Linked DNA regions of Macaca mulatta: region 2 is linked to region 1. Evidence: chromatin contacts called from public Hi-C data. All regions are on one chromosome and are shown on one strand. The core of a region is the stretch at or near the end of the contact, and the rest is flanking DNA. Distances in the headings are between cores, read along the strand shown.

Region 1 (5,602 bases), core at 298-2,797:
CAGGCAGTCCCTCTCATACCTCGGATCCAAAAAGAAGAATGGAGGCAAGAACTTAAGTCATTTCATTCTTTTTTTTTTTTTTCTTTTGTAGAGATGGGGGAAGGTGGTCTCACTATATTGCCCAGGCTGGTCTCGAACTCCTAGCCTCAAGCGATCCTCCCGCCTCGGTTTCCCAAAGAACTGGGCTTACAGGCGTGAGCCACCGTGTCCAGTCTCGTTTCTTGAAAGAGATAGATAAGTAGAGGGCAGAAAAAAAGCATAGAAAAATAAAAAAGAGAAGGAAGAGGTCCTGCTGCCTTCGTGCTCCCGGCCTTTCTCTTTCATGCTAGGTTAGGATCCCAGAATCCTAACCTAGAATTTCCGTTCTGTCTATTGCTTGTGGATCGAGGGATATGCACCCGCCTGTTGGCAAATCAATCTTACAATCATTCTTCAGGCAGTGGGAACGTCCTCCACTCACGGTGCGCCTTTCCATCAACAGCGTCCGGTGACGCGGGAAGTAAACTAAGCTGTTTCTATGGCAACGCACAGCTTTGGCGGATTTAGCTGGCTACCATTTTGCCTTCCCCTGTTCCCAAGTAATACATTTTGCAGCCTACCAAGATGAAAGGACTTAGGAAAATAATTGTAAGAGTGCTCTTGAATGTGGCTTATTTCAGCGCGAAGGCGATTTCCGAGGATTGCTTTTCTGGCGTTTGGAGAAGATGCCTAAATTGAGGGCGGGGTCGAGAGATGTTTAATCCCACAAGGCCACGCGGCGGGGCCTCGTCTTTCTCTTCCCGCCATCTTGGCTCCTGTGGAGGTGAGTGAAGCGCCTGCTGCTGAAATTTGGGGGCAAATAACCGGAGCAGGTTTGTTCCTATACCGCGGCGAGTCGCCGGTGTGTATCGGAGTCTCCGCCAGCCATTGATTTCTATGGGTTTCAAGAAGAGGGAGAGCAGGATGGAGCAGATGTTGGGCCGATGGTGCTTGGTCCTCTGACGCCCGGAGAACGGCTGCCCGGGTTATCCGAGTTAAATTCCTGGGCCTGAGCGGAGTGAAATGATGATTTTGTTCGTCTGCAGTTGTCCATGAGGCAGTGCTTCCTTTCGGCCAGGGTTTTTCCGTTTCCTCCCAGTCCAAACCTCCCTTTGCTTGTCTGACCAGTCTCTTCCCTCAGCTTTTCTCCGAGACCCAGCCGATGCATAAGTCTTAGGTGTGAGTCTCTGATGAAGTCTTCATTCCTTTTCCTGAGTGTTGCCTCCTGACAATGGCATGCATTTTCTCAGGCTTTTCTGAGAGTTATTTTTGTGGCTCTTGTCCCTTAGTTTTGTCTTCATTCTGAAGTTTGCTTAGATACCAGCTGTTCTCTGAGGTTTGATTGTCTCGCCGGAGCCTGCGTTTCATGTGGATGATGTTCTGGCATAATTGTCCCCTTACTCCTACGAGAAACTCCGATCCAAAAGGAATTTGCCTTCGGGGCTTAAACGAGAGGGGACGAGGTGAGAAACTTGCGTGGCTTGGTTTCAAACTGAATCTTTTTGTTTGTTTTAAGGCCTGCTGGGAGCGGGACTTCTAAAAGGAACTATGTCTGGAAGGTACGCGTTTTAAATATGGTTGCTCTTTGTGTGTGTGTGTTAGACGTGAATGTTTAAATGCGAGCTTAAAATTAGCAAGAAAAAACTTAAGATGTTTGCTCTGAGTAACTTTTGGGTGGGGGTTATTACAAGTCAAATTGGTTTTCTGAAGCTTATGTTTCATGTTGTGTATCTTTTGTGTCTTAGGCTGTGGTCCAAGGCCATTTTTGCCGGCTATAAGCGGGGTCTCCGGAACCAAAGGGAGCACACAGCTCTTCTTAAAATTGAAGGTGTTTATGCCCGAGATGAAACAGAATTCTATTTGGGCAAGAGATGCGCTTATGTATACAAAGCAAAGAAGTAAGTTTATGACACTGGTAGGTTTTGGGTTTTTATTTTGGGATCTGCCTCATTTTCTTTTTTATATAACGGAGTCTTGCTCTGTTGCCCAGGCTGGAGTGCAGTGACTTGGTCTCCCTCACCGAAACTTCCGCCTCCCGGGTTCAAGCGATTCTCCTGCCTCAGCCTCCCGAGTAGCTGGGATTACAGGCGCCCGCCACCACGCCCGGCTACTTTTTGTGTTATTATTAGAGACAGTGTATTGCCATGTTGGCCAGGCTGGTCTCAAACTCCTGACTTCAGGTGATCACCCACCTCGGTCTCCCAAAGTGCTGAGATTACAGGCTTGAGCCACTGTGCCTGGCCTCATTATCCTATTGAGATAATAAAATATTTGGCTGAAGTACTTGGTATTGTTTTTTTTTTTGTTTTTGTGACAAGAGTCTCGCTCTGTTGCCCAGGTTGGAGCTCAGTGGCGCGATCCCAGCTCACTGCATCCTCTGCCTCCTGGCTCAAGCGATTCTCCTGCCTCAGCCTCCTGGGTAGCTGGGCTTACAGGGGTGCACCACCATGCCCAGCTAATTTTTGTATTTTTACTAGAGAATGGGTTTCCCCATGTTGGCCAGGCTGGATTGGTATTGCTATGGCTTCTATTTTGTGTCATTAAGGAACTTAATGAGGAGTCTTAGAAGGACGTTACTTCTGAGGGTGGTGTTGGATTTAGGTACCTTTTGCACTTGAAAACAATAAAGGAGCTAATTCCTTATATTGTGATCCTTTTAAGGCTTCTAATTTTTTTTCTCGGCTCCTTTTGCCAGAACTTAAGGATTTTTAGAACACTTGGCGCTTAATGCATTTTGTTAATGCCTTAAAAATACGTTTTTTTTGTTTGTTTTGTTTTTTGAGACGGAGTCTCGCTGTGTCACCCAGGTGCAGTAGCATGATATCAGCTTATCGGCTCACCACAACCTCCACCTCCCAGGTTCACGCGATTCTCCTGCCTCAGCCTCCCGAGTAGCTGGGATTACAGGCGCCTGCCACCACACCCGGCTAATTTTTGTATATTTAGTAGAAACAGGGTTTCACCATTTTGGCCAGACTGTTCTTGAACTCCTGACCTTGTGATCCAGCCACTTTAGCCTCCCAAAGTGCTGGGATTACAGGCGTGAGCTATCCTGACATTGCACTTTAGTCTGGACAACAAGAGCAAATCCTATTTTCTTCACCCACTCCAAGCCAATTAAAATCTCTGGGAAAGGGTTTTAATCATTGCCCCACCTTTTCTTCTACAGCCAAGAATAAATTTTAAGTCAGGTTCAGTGACTCACACCTGTAGTCCCAGCATTTGAGAGGCCCAGGTGGGAGGATTGCTTGATGCCAGTAGGTAGAGGCTGCAGTGAGCTATGATTCGGCCACTATACTGCAGCCTGGGTGACAAGACAACCCTGTGGTCTTTAAAGGAAAAATATATAAAGTCGCATCCTTTGTACATTGCTGGAACTCAGTGGTTTCTCTCATTCAGTAAAAGCCCGTCATTAAGGGCTCCATAATTCTCTTATCTCAGCAGGGATTAACCCCTTGGTGTCTTCAGTCTTTCCTCCGGTCAGAACACACCTTGCTTGGCCCCAGTGCCTGCGCTAGTCATCCCCTGATCACTTCCTGGCGCTTCTCCCCCTCCTTTCCAGTCTTTGTTCCATTGTCACCTCAGTGAGACCTTCCTTGGCTATTTAAAATGGCAGGTAATTCCTCCTTTCTGTACACACAAACATCGTCACACCTGTCCTTTTGCTGTTTTTTCAGTATTGCCTCTGTTATCTGACGTATGTATTTCCTTATACTTGGTTATCGGTTTTGAAAGGGATTTTTATTTTATAGCTGCTGTGTTTTACAGAAGGGCCTGGCATACAGTAGGTACTCGATAAGTATCTGTTGAATGAATGGTGTTCCAGGCATTTAAAGTTTCTCAGGTGATGAAGTGGGTAACCAGGGTTGAGCCACTCGTCTAGAGATCACCTTGAATTTGTATCCAACTATATTGGCCTGTATTCCTCTTCTTTCCCTTTTTAAAATCAGCAACACAGTGACTCCAGGCGGCAAACCAAATAAAACCAGAGTCATCTGGGGAAAGGTAACTCGGGCCCATGGAAACAGTGGCATGGTTCGTGCCAAATTCCGAAGCAATCTTCCTGCTAAGGCCATTGGACACAGAATCCGAGTGGTGAGTATGGTTTTTAGCAAAACGGAAATCTGATGAATCAGACTGAGGTCAAGGTGTTGCATTTTGACTTCTGAGGACTTGTGTGATTGTGAAATTGACACCAGTAAATTATGCTGCAAAATTTGTGTATTGCAGAATGCTGGGGAGAAATAGTAATTGAAATAATAGGTGTTTGGTGTTTTTTGTTGTTGTCACCCAGGCTGGGGTGCAGTGGCATAATCACAGCTCACTGCAGCCTCGACCTCCTGGGCTCAAGCAATCCTCCCACAGCCCCCCAAGTAGCTGGGACCATAGGCATGTGCCACCACACCCAGCTAGTTTTTGGGGTTTTTGTTTTGTTCTGTTGTTTTTGAGACAAGGTCTCACTTTGTCACGCAGGTTGGAGTGCAGTGGCATGATCTCAGCTTGCTCCTGACCTTTGCCTCCAAAGTTCAAGTGATTCTCGTGCCTCAGCCTCCTGAGTAGCTGGAATTACAGGCGTATGCCACCATGCCCAGATAATTTTTTGTATTTTTTGCAATGATAGGGTTTGTCCATGTTGCCCGGGCTGGTCTTGAACTCCTGAGCCCAAGAGATCTGCCCATCTTGGCCTCCCAGAGTGCTGGAATTACATGCTTGAGCCACCACAGCCAGCCTTGAATAAATAGTTTTCTGGTGAAGATATTTATTGGGCACTGAAGTAATTGCTAGAAAGCGACAATTCAGCAGTTACTCCTGGCGTAATTGTTAGTATTTTGCCATTTCCATCACGTCAGTCTTGTTAGAACAGGTGTTAGTAGCTTTGTTGTGTACATGAAGAAAACAGACCCTCATGTTCCTAGGTCTCAGGTCTTTGGTGCCAGCCTTGGAGTTTAAATTTTTCTCAATTTTCTCTTGTAATTTTTCTCAAATAGTTCCTACTTTTTCTTCAGGGTCCATTTTGGAATGTAGACTGTATATTCTTGGGACCAATAATATATGCATACCATGTATTCTTGGGGCCAGGGGGTACTGTTGAACCCTGCTAAGTGGTTCATTGGGGTTTATCAACAGAGGAGGCTTTTCCTCTGTCTTTAGAAGAAGCAAAATTAAATGTATCTTCAGTACATGTTTTTCTTTTTTTTTTTTCTGAGACTGGGAGTCTCACTCTCGCCAGGCTGGAGTACAGTGGCAGGATCTTGCTTCACTGCAAGCTCCCAGGTTGAAGCGATTCTCCTGCCTCAGCCTCCCGACTAGCTGGGACTACAGGCACGCACCACCACGCCCAGCTAATTTTTGTATTTTTTAGTAGAGACAGGGTTTCACCATGTTGGCCAGGATGATCCGCCCGCCTGGGCCTCCCAGAGTGATGGGATTACAGGCTTGAGCAACAGCACCCAACCAGTACATGTTTTTTAAGAGTGCTGGTTCTTAAGGTATGTTCACATAGAGACTGAAGGCTATAAAAACTTTCCTTTCTACTAGAACATATAATTGGTTGCCTTTCAGAGATGTATCCATATTACGCTTC
Region 2 (5,952 bases), core at 2,803-5,302, 220 kb before region 1:
AAGAAAATATACTAAAAAGTTTCATCTTTCATTTTTAAAATGACGCTACCGGCCAGGCACAGTGGCTCATGCTTGTAATCCCAGTGCTCTGGGAGGCCATGGCGGCAAGATCCCCTGAGGCCAGGAGTTCGAGACTAGCCTAGGCAACATGGTGAGACTCCGTCTCTACAAAAAATTTGGAAAAAAAAATTAGCTGGGAGTGGTGGCACATGCCTGTAATCCTGGCTACTGAGGAGGCTGAGGCGGGAAGATCACTGGAATGCAGGAGTTTGAGCCTGCAGTGAGCTATGATTGTACCATTGTACTCCAGCCTGAGTGACACAGCGAGGCCCTATCTTTAAAATAAATGAATAAATAAAAATGATGCTATCTCATCAAGGAGACTGTTTCTGAACTGGGTGTTTCATTGGCCAGAGAGAGGTTATGTTTGCAGTAACTCAGTCACAAAGCCTCAATTAATAGGCACAAGGAATATATTTACCAGCCGTGTATCTGAAGCTAAGGAGGCCATCAGTACCATGAAGCCTCATTAAACCACACATTCTGAATTTGCCAGCCGCCAACACAGTACGCCTATAACTATGACGTGAGTGACTTTGTGAGGATAACCCCACTACTAAAATTAAGTTTTGATTGAAGTTTTGGTTAAGAGGCAATCATAAAAAGAGTAAAAGACGGGAAAAGATTCTGCAAAGGAGCTATCCCACTGCCCTGGATGACAGGCACAGAATGCCACGAAACTGACTCACTATCGTATGCATTCCTTTGTTACTATAGCACAGTGAGAGGCAGCATAGTGTAAGTATTAAAAGTACAGACTCGGGCCAGGCACGGTGGCTCACGCTTGTAATCCCAGCACTTTGGGAGGCCGAGGCTGGTAGATCATCTGAGGTCAGCAGTTCGAGACCAGCCTGGCCAACATGGCGAAATCCCGTCTCTACTAAAAACACAAAAAATTAGCTGGGCGTCGTGGTGGGCACCTGTAATCCCAGCTACTTGGGAGGCTGAGGCAGGAGAATTGCTTGAACCCAGGAGGCGGAGGTTGTAGTGAACCAGGATGGTGCCACTGCGCTCCAGCCTTGGCGACAGAGCAAGACTCTATCTCAAAAAAAAAAAAAAAGTATAGACTCGGGCTGGCATGGTCATTCACGCCTGTAACCTCAGCACTTTGAGAGGCTGAAGCTGGAGAATCGCTTGAGCCCAGGAGTTTGAGATCAGCCTAGGGTAACATAGTGAGACCTTGTCTCTAAGAAAAAGACAAAAAGAAAAAAAAAAAGCGCAGACTCTGGTGCCGAACTGCCCAGATTTGAATCCAGTTCTGCCAGGGATTTGCTGTACAACCTTGGCAAGTTACTTACCCGTCCATTTCTCAGCTTTCTCATCTGTGCCACAGTGATAACAGTAGTACCTACTGCATACAGTAGTCATAGGCTTAAAGAAGTTAATGCAGTATTCATGTCTTAATACCTTAAAACAATACCTGGCATGTGGTAAATAGTGTTTGTTACATACATTAAAAAAGTAACTAAGTCAGGCCGGGCGCGGTGGCTCACGCCTGTAATCCCAGCACTTTGAGAGGCTGAGGAGGGTGGATCACAAGGTCAGGAAATCGAGACCATCCTGGCTAACACAGTGAAACCCCGTCTCTACTAAAAATACAAAAAATTAGCCGGGCGTGGTGGTGGGCGCCTGTAGTCCCAGCTATGCAGGAGGCTGAGGCAGAGAATAGCGTGAACCTGGGAGACGGAGCTTGCAGTGAGCCGAGATCGCGCCACTCACTCCAGCCTGGGCAACAGAGTGAGACTCCGTCTCAAAAAAAATAAAAATAAAAAAATAAAAATAACCCAGCCTCCCTCACATGAAGTGGTGCAGGGAAATCAAAACAATCCTAAAACGTGTTTAGAATTTACATGTGACCTCTCGCATGAGGCATTTCACAGACATCTGTAAGAAGAATAAATAGACAAATAGGCAAAGCAGAAACCGAAATATGGAAAAGGGAAGTAAAATGTTCAGTTTCACTTAGTACAAATCATTCTCAGATCTCAGGCAGGAGCCCCAAAGTCCTGTTAGTCCAGGTTTTGTTCAACAGGCCACTTTGCACATAAAAGTAGAGCCACCCTTAAAAAGAGCAAGTCTTCACTCAGGAACGTCTCATAAATCTTCCCTTGTTGGTATTTTCTCAGAGGTAAATATTCTGCTTCTAGTTTTTGGACCCCAGCTGCTCCTGAGACCATCATTATATCTGAAACTGTTTCTAAATGTCAAGCGAGGTCAGGCCTGGTGGCTCACACCTGTAATTCCAGCACTTCGGGAGGCCGAGGTGGGGGAGAATCGCTTGAGCGCAAGAGTTAGAGACCAGCCTGGGCAATATGGTGACAGCCTGTCTCTACAAAAAAAGTTTTTAAAATTAGCCAGGTGTGGTAGCTGGCACCTATAATCCCAGCTACTTGGGAAGCTGAGATAGCAGAATCGCTTGAGCCCAAGAGTTGGAGGCTGCAGTGAGCCTTGTTCACGGCACTGAAACTCCAGCCTGGGGGACAGGGTGAGACCCTCTCTCAAAAAATAAAACAATAAATGTCAAGTATGACTCCCTCATGCCACATTCCTGCTCTCGCCTGTCAGCATTCCAGTCTCTTTAAAAGATTAAGACCAGAGTTATTAATGAAGCAAACCCTAAATGTGGAAATCATCTCTACAGACTCCGATTCATCATTTACTCAAAGCAGTTTGGTGTTTTTTCGGTTTTTTGTTTTCTGAAGACAGGGTTTTCCTCTGTGGCCCAGGCTGGAGTGTGGTGGTGCGATCTCGGCTCAATGTAGCCTCGACTTGTTGGACTCGGGCGATCCTCTCACCTCAGCCTCCCGAGTAGCTGGGACCACAGCTGAGCACCACTACGCCCAGCTAATTTCTGTATTTTTGTGGAGACGGGGGTCTCCCTAGGTTGCCCAGGCTGGTCTCAAACTCCTGGACTCAAGCGGCCCGCCGCGGTCTCCCCCAAAGTGCTGGAATTACAGGGGTGAGGCACCGCACCCGGTCCAAAGTGGTTTTTCTATTTTATATCCCCCAATTTCTAGAAGACATGAACTCTCTGACAACGGCTCCATATAAATACACGTGAACTTGCTTAGTTTGCACTGTGAGGAAGAAGTGACAGGTCTGAAGACGAAAGGAAATGACACAGAGGTCCTGCCACTCCGACAGCGATTCGCCAATGACAAAGTGCAGAGTTTCGGGTCCCGTGGGCAGCCCCCACCCCCGCCGCACCGCCATGACACTCGCGCCCTTTCTCCCCGGGCTCTCGTCGCCTTCCTCCCCGCGCTCACTCCGCCTCAGCTTCCTCCTAAGCCGCTCACGACGCTTCGTCTCCGCTCCCGGGACTTCTCACCGCGCCCTCCTCTTCACGTCGGCCCCACTTGCAGCCACGGCAAGTTTCAGGCAGGGTGGCGCCCGGCCCTGTCCGCGGACTCCGGCCTGTGACGCCTCCCTCACCGCGCTGCAGCCCCTCCGGCCTCTTCGCCGTCGCTCTCGGCGGCCGCCTCCCCTCCAGCAGTCTGGGCTCTGAGCTTCCCCCTCCTCTGCTCCCCCGGCCCTCCGCAAATCCCACCCGCCCGCCTTCGTCCCATCCCCGCCCCGCCCGCCCGTCCTCTTCGAAATGCTCCCCAAACAAGTCCTCCGCAGCCGTCGTCCTCAACACTCGTCGCGCCCGGCCCTTCTCTCCTCGGCCCCGCGCCCTCCCAAGCCTCCCGGGGCTCCGGCGCCTGTCGCTGCCCCGACTCCGCGGCCGCTCCCAGCCCACCTGCTCTCCTCAGCCAGGCGCTCCTCGCCGCCTCGGAGCTCCATTCCCGCGCCCTCCGGCCGCATCCGGGGCGGCGAGGCCGCCTCTTCGCCCAAGAGAGGCGCCCCCGCCGCTTCGCCCTTCAGGGCTCCCGGGGGCCCCTGGGGCCGGAGGAGGCACCCACGGCCGGTGGGCTCCGGGTGATGCGCTACACACGGGCGGTGGCAGCGGCGGCAGAGACAGCCGCCTGGGTTGCGGCTTCTATCCCGGCCACCCCCACTTCCGGCTCCGGGGACTACAGCTCCCGGCAAGCCCTTCGAGACCAGGCCGCTCCCGCAGGCCGCGCCCTCCAATCCCAGGCCGCTCCCGCAGGCCGCGCCCTCCAATCCCAGGCCGCTCCTGCAGGCGGTGCCCTCCAATCCCAGGCCCCTCCCGCAGGCCGCGCCCTCCAATCCCAGGCCGCGCCCTCCAATCCCAGGTCGCGCCCTCCAATCCCAGGCCGCGCTCCTCCAACCCCAGGCGGCTCCCGCAGGCCGCACCCTCCAATCCCAGGCCCCTCCCGCAGGCCGCGCCCTCCAATCCCAGGCGGCGCCCTCCAACCCCAGGCCGCTCCCGCAGGCGGCGCCCTCCAATCCCAGGCCGCGCTCGCAGGCCGCGCCCTCCAATCCCAGGCCCCGCTCGCAGACCGCGCTCCTCCAACCCCAGGCGGCTCCCGCAGGCCGCACCCTCCAACCCCAGGCCGCTCCCGCAGGCGGCGCCCTCCAATCCCAGGCCGCTCCCGCAGGCGGCGCCCTCCAATCCCAGGCCCCTCCCGCAGGCCGCGCCCTCCAATCCCAGGCCGCGCTCGCAGGCCGCGGCCTCCAATCCCAGGCCGCGCTCGCAGGCCGCGCCCTCCAATCCCAGGCCGCGCTCGCAGACCGCGCTCCTCCAACCCCAGGCGGCTCCCGCAGGCCGCACTCTCCAACCCCAGGCCCCTCCCGCAGGCGGCGCCCTCCAACCCCAGGCCGCTCCCGCAGGTGGCGCCCTCCAATCCCAGGCGGCGCCCTCCAATCCCAGGCTGCTCCGGCAGGCGGCGCCCTCCAATCCCAGGCGGCGGCCTCCAATCCCAGGCCGCTCCCGCAGGCGGCGCCCTCCAATCCCAGGCCGCTCCCGCAGGCGGCGCCCTCCAATCCCAGGCGGCGCCCTCCAATCCCAGGCCGCTCCCGCAGGCGGCGCCCTCCAATCCCAGGCGGCGCCCTCCAACCCCAGGCCGCTCCGGCAGGCGGCGCCCTCCAATCCCAGGCAGCGCCCTCCAATCCCAGGCTGCTCCCGCAGGCGGCGCCCTCCAATCCCAGGCCGCTCCCGCAGGCGGCGCCCTCCAATCCCAGGCGGCGCCCTCCAATCCCAGGCTGCTCCGGCAGGCGGCGCCCTCCAATCCCAGGCCGCTCCGGCAGGCGGCGCCCTCCAATCCCAGGCTGCTCCCGCAGGCGGCGCCCTCCAATCCCAGGCCGCTCCCGCAGGCGGCGCCCTCCAATCCCAGGCGGCGACCTCCAATCCCAGGCGGCGGCCTCCAATCCCAGGCCGCTCCCGCAGGCGGCGCCCTCCAATCCCAGGCGGTGCCCTCCAATCCCAGGCTGCTCCGGCAGGCGGCGCCCTCCAATCCCAGACGGCGGCCTCCAATCCCAGGCTGCTCCGGCAGGCGGCGCCCTCCAATCCCAGGCGGCGGCCTCCAACCCCAGGCCGCTCCCGCAGGCGGCGCCGTCCAATCCCAGGCGGCGCCCTCCAATCCCAGGCCGCTCCGGCAGGCGGCGCCCTCCAATCCCAGGCCGCGCTCGTGGACTACGCGCACCCAGTGGCTGGCGGGGACGGCTCGCGAGCGGCGGGGCCGGCTCGCGAGCGGCGGGGACGGTGGTCTCAGGGATCCGTGCCGGGGCGGGCCCGTATTTACCCGCGTCACATTACTCGCTGGGGACCGAACTCAGTCCGAGATGTAGACTAGGCAATAACGCTGCTCTAATCCCGGCACGATTAACCCCACCTAGCCCGCCCTGGCCTAATGTCCGCCGCTGGTGTTTGGAGATCTCGAGCATTTAAATGAAGCGCTCGCAAGTAAGAGCACAGGTTGCTCTGGGATCGTGAAACGGCGGGGGAGAAAGGCTTCTGGGGGCTCTCGGGAGAGGGATGTCAGCGCAGAG

What was found. A called contact is a pair of places that touch in the nucleus more often than the background predicts.
Region 2: a Hi-C map of fetal cortex germinal zone shows a contact between it and region 1, with 6 times the contacts expected there. The contact joins the promoter of RUBCN here to the promoter of RPL35A in region 1. A contact is called at or near these places in 2 of 14 Hi-C or Micro-C datasets (fetal cortex germinal zone and liver).

What each region holds. Positions count from the first base shown.
Region 1 is chr2:981,128-986,729 of T2T-MMU8v2.0, reverse strand. RPL35A (ribosomal protein L35a) reads left to right here and starts at 1,547. Exons shown (of 4, transcript NM_001265744.1): 1 at 1,547-1,577; 2 at 1,764-1,916; 3 at 3,969-4,113. The coding sequence starts at 1,567. The region is part of intron 2 of IQCG (IQ motif containing G); the gene reads right to left.
Region 2 is chr2:1,206,295-1,212,246 of T2T-MMU8v2.0, reverse strand. RUBCN (rubicon autophagy regulator) reads right to left here and starts at 4,052. Exons shown (of 21, transcript XR_013413447.1): 1 at 3,800-4,052. It also overlaps a transcript of FYTTD1 not described here.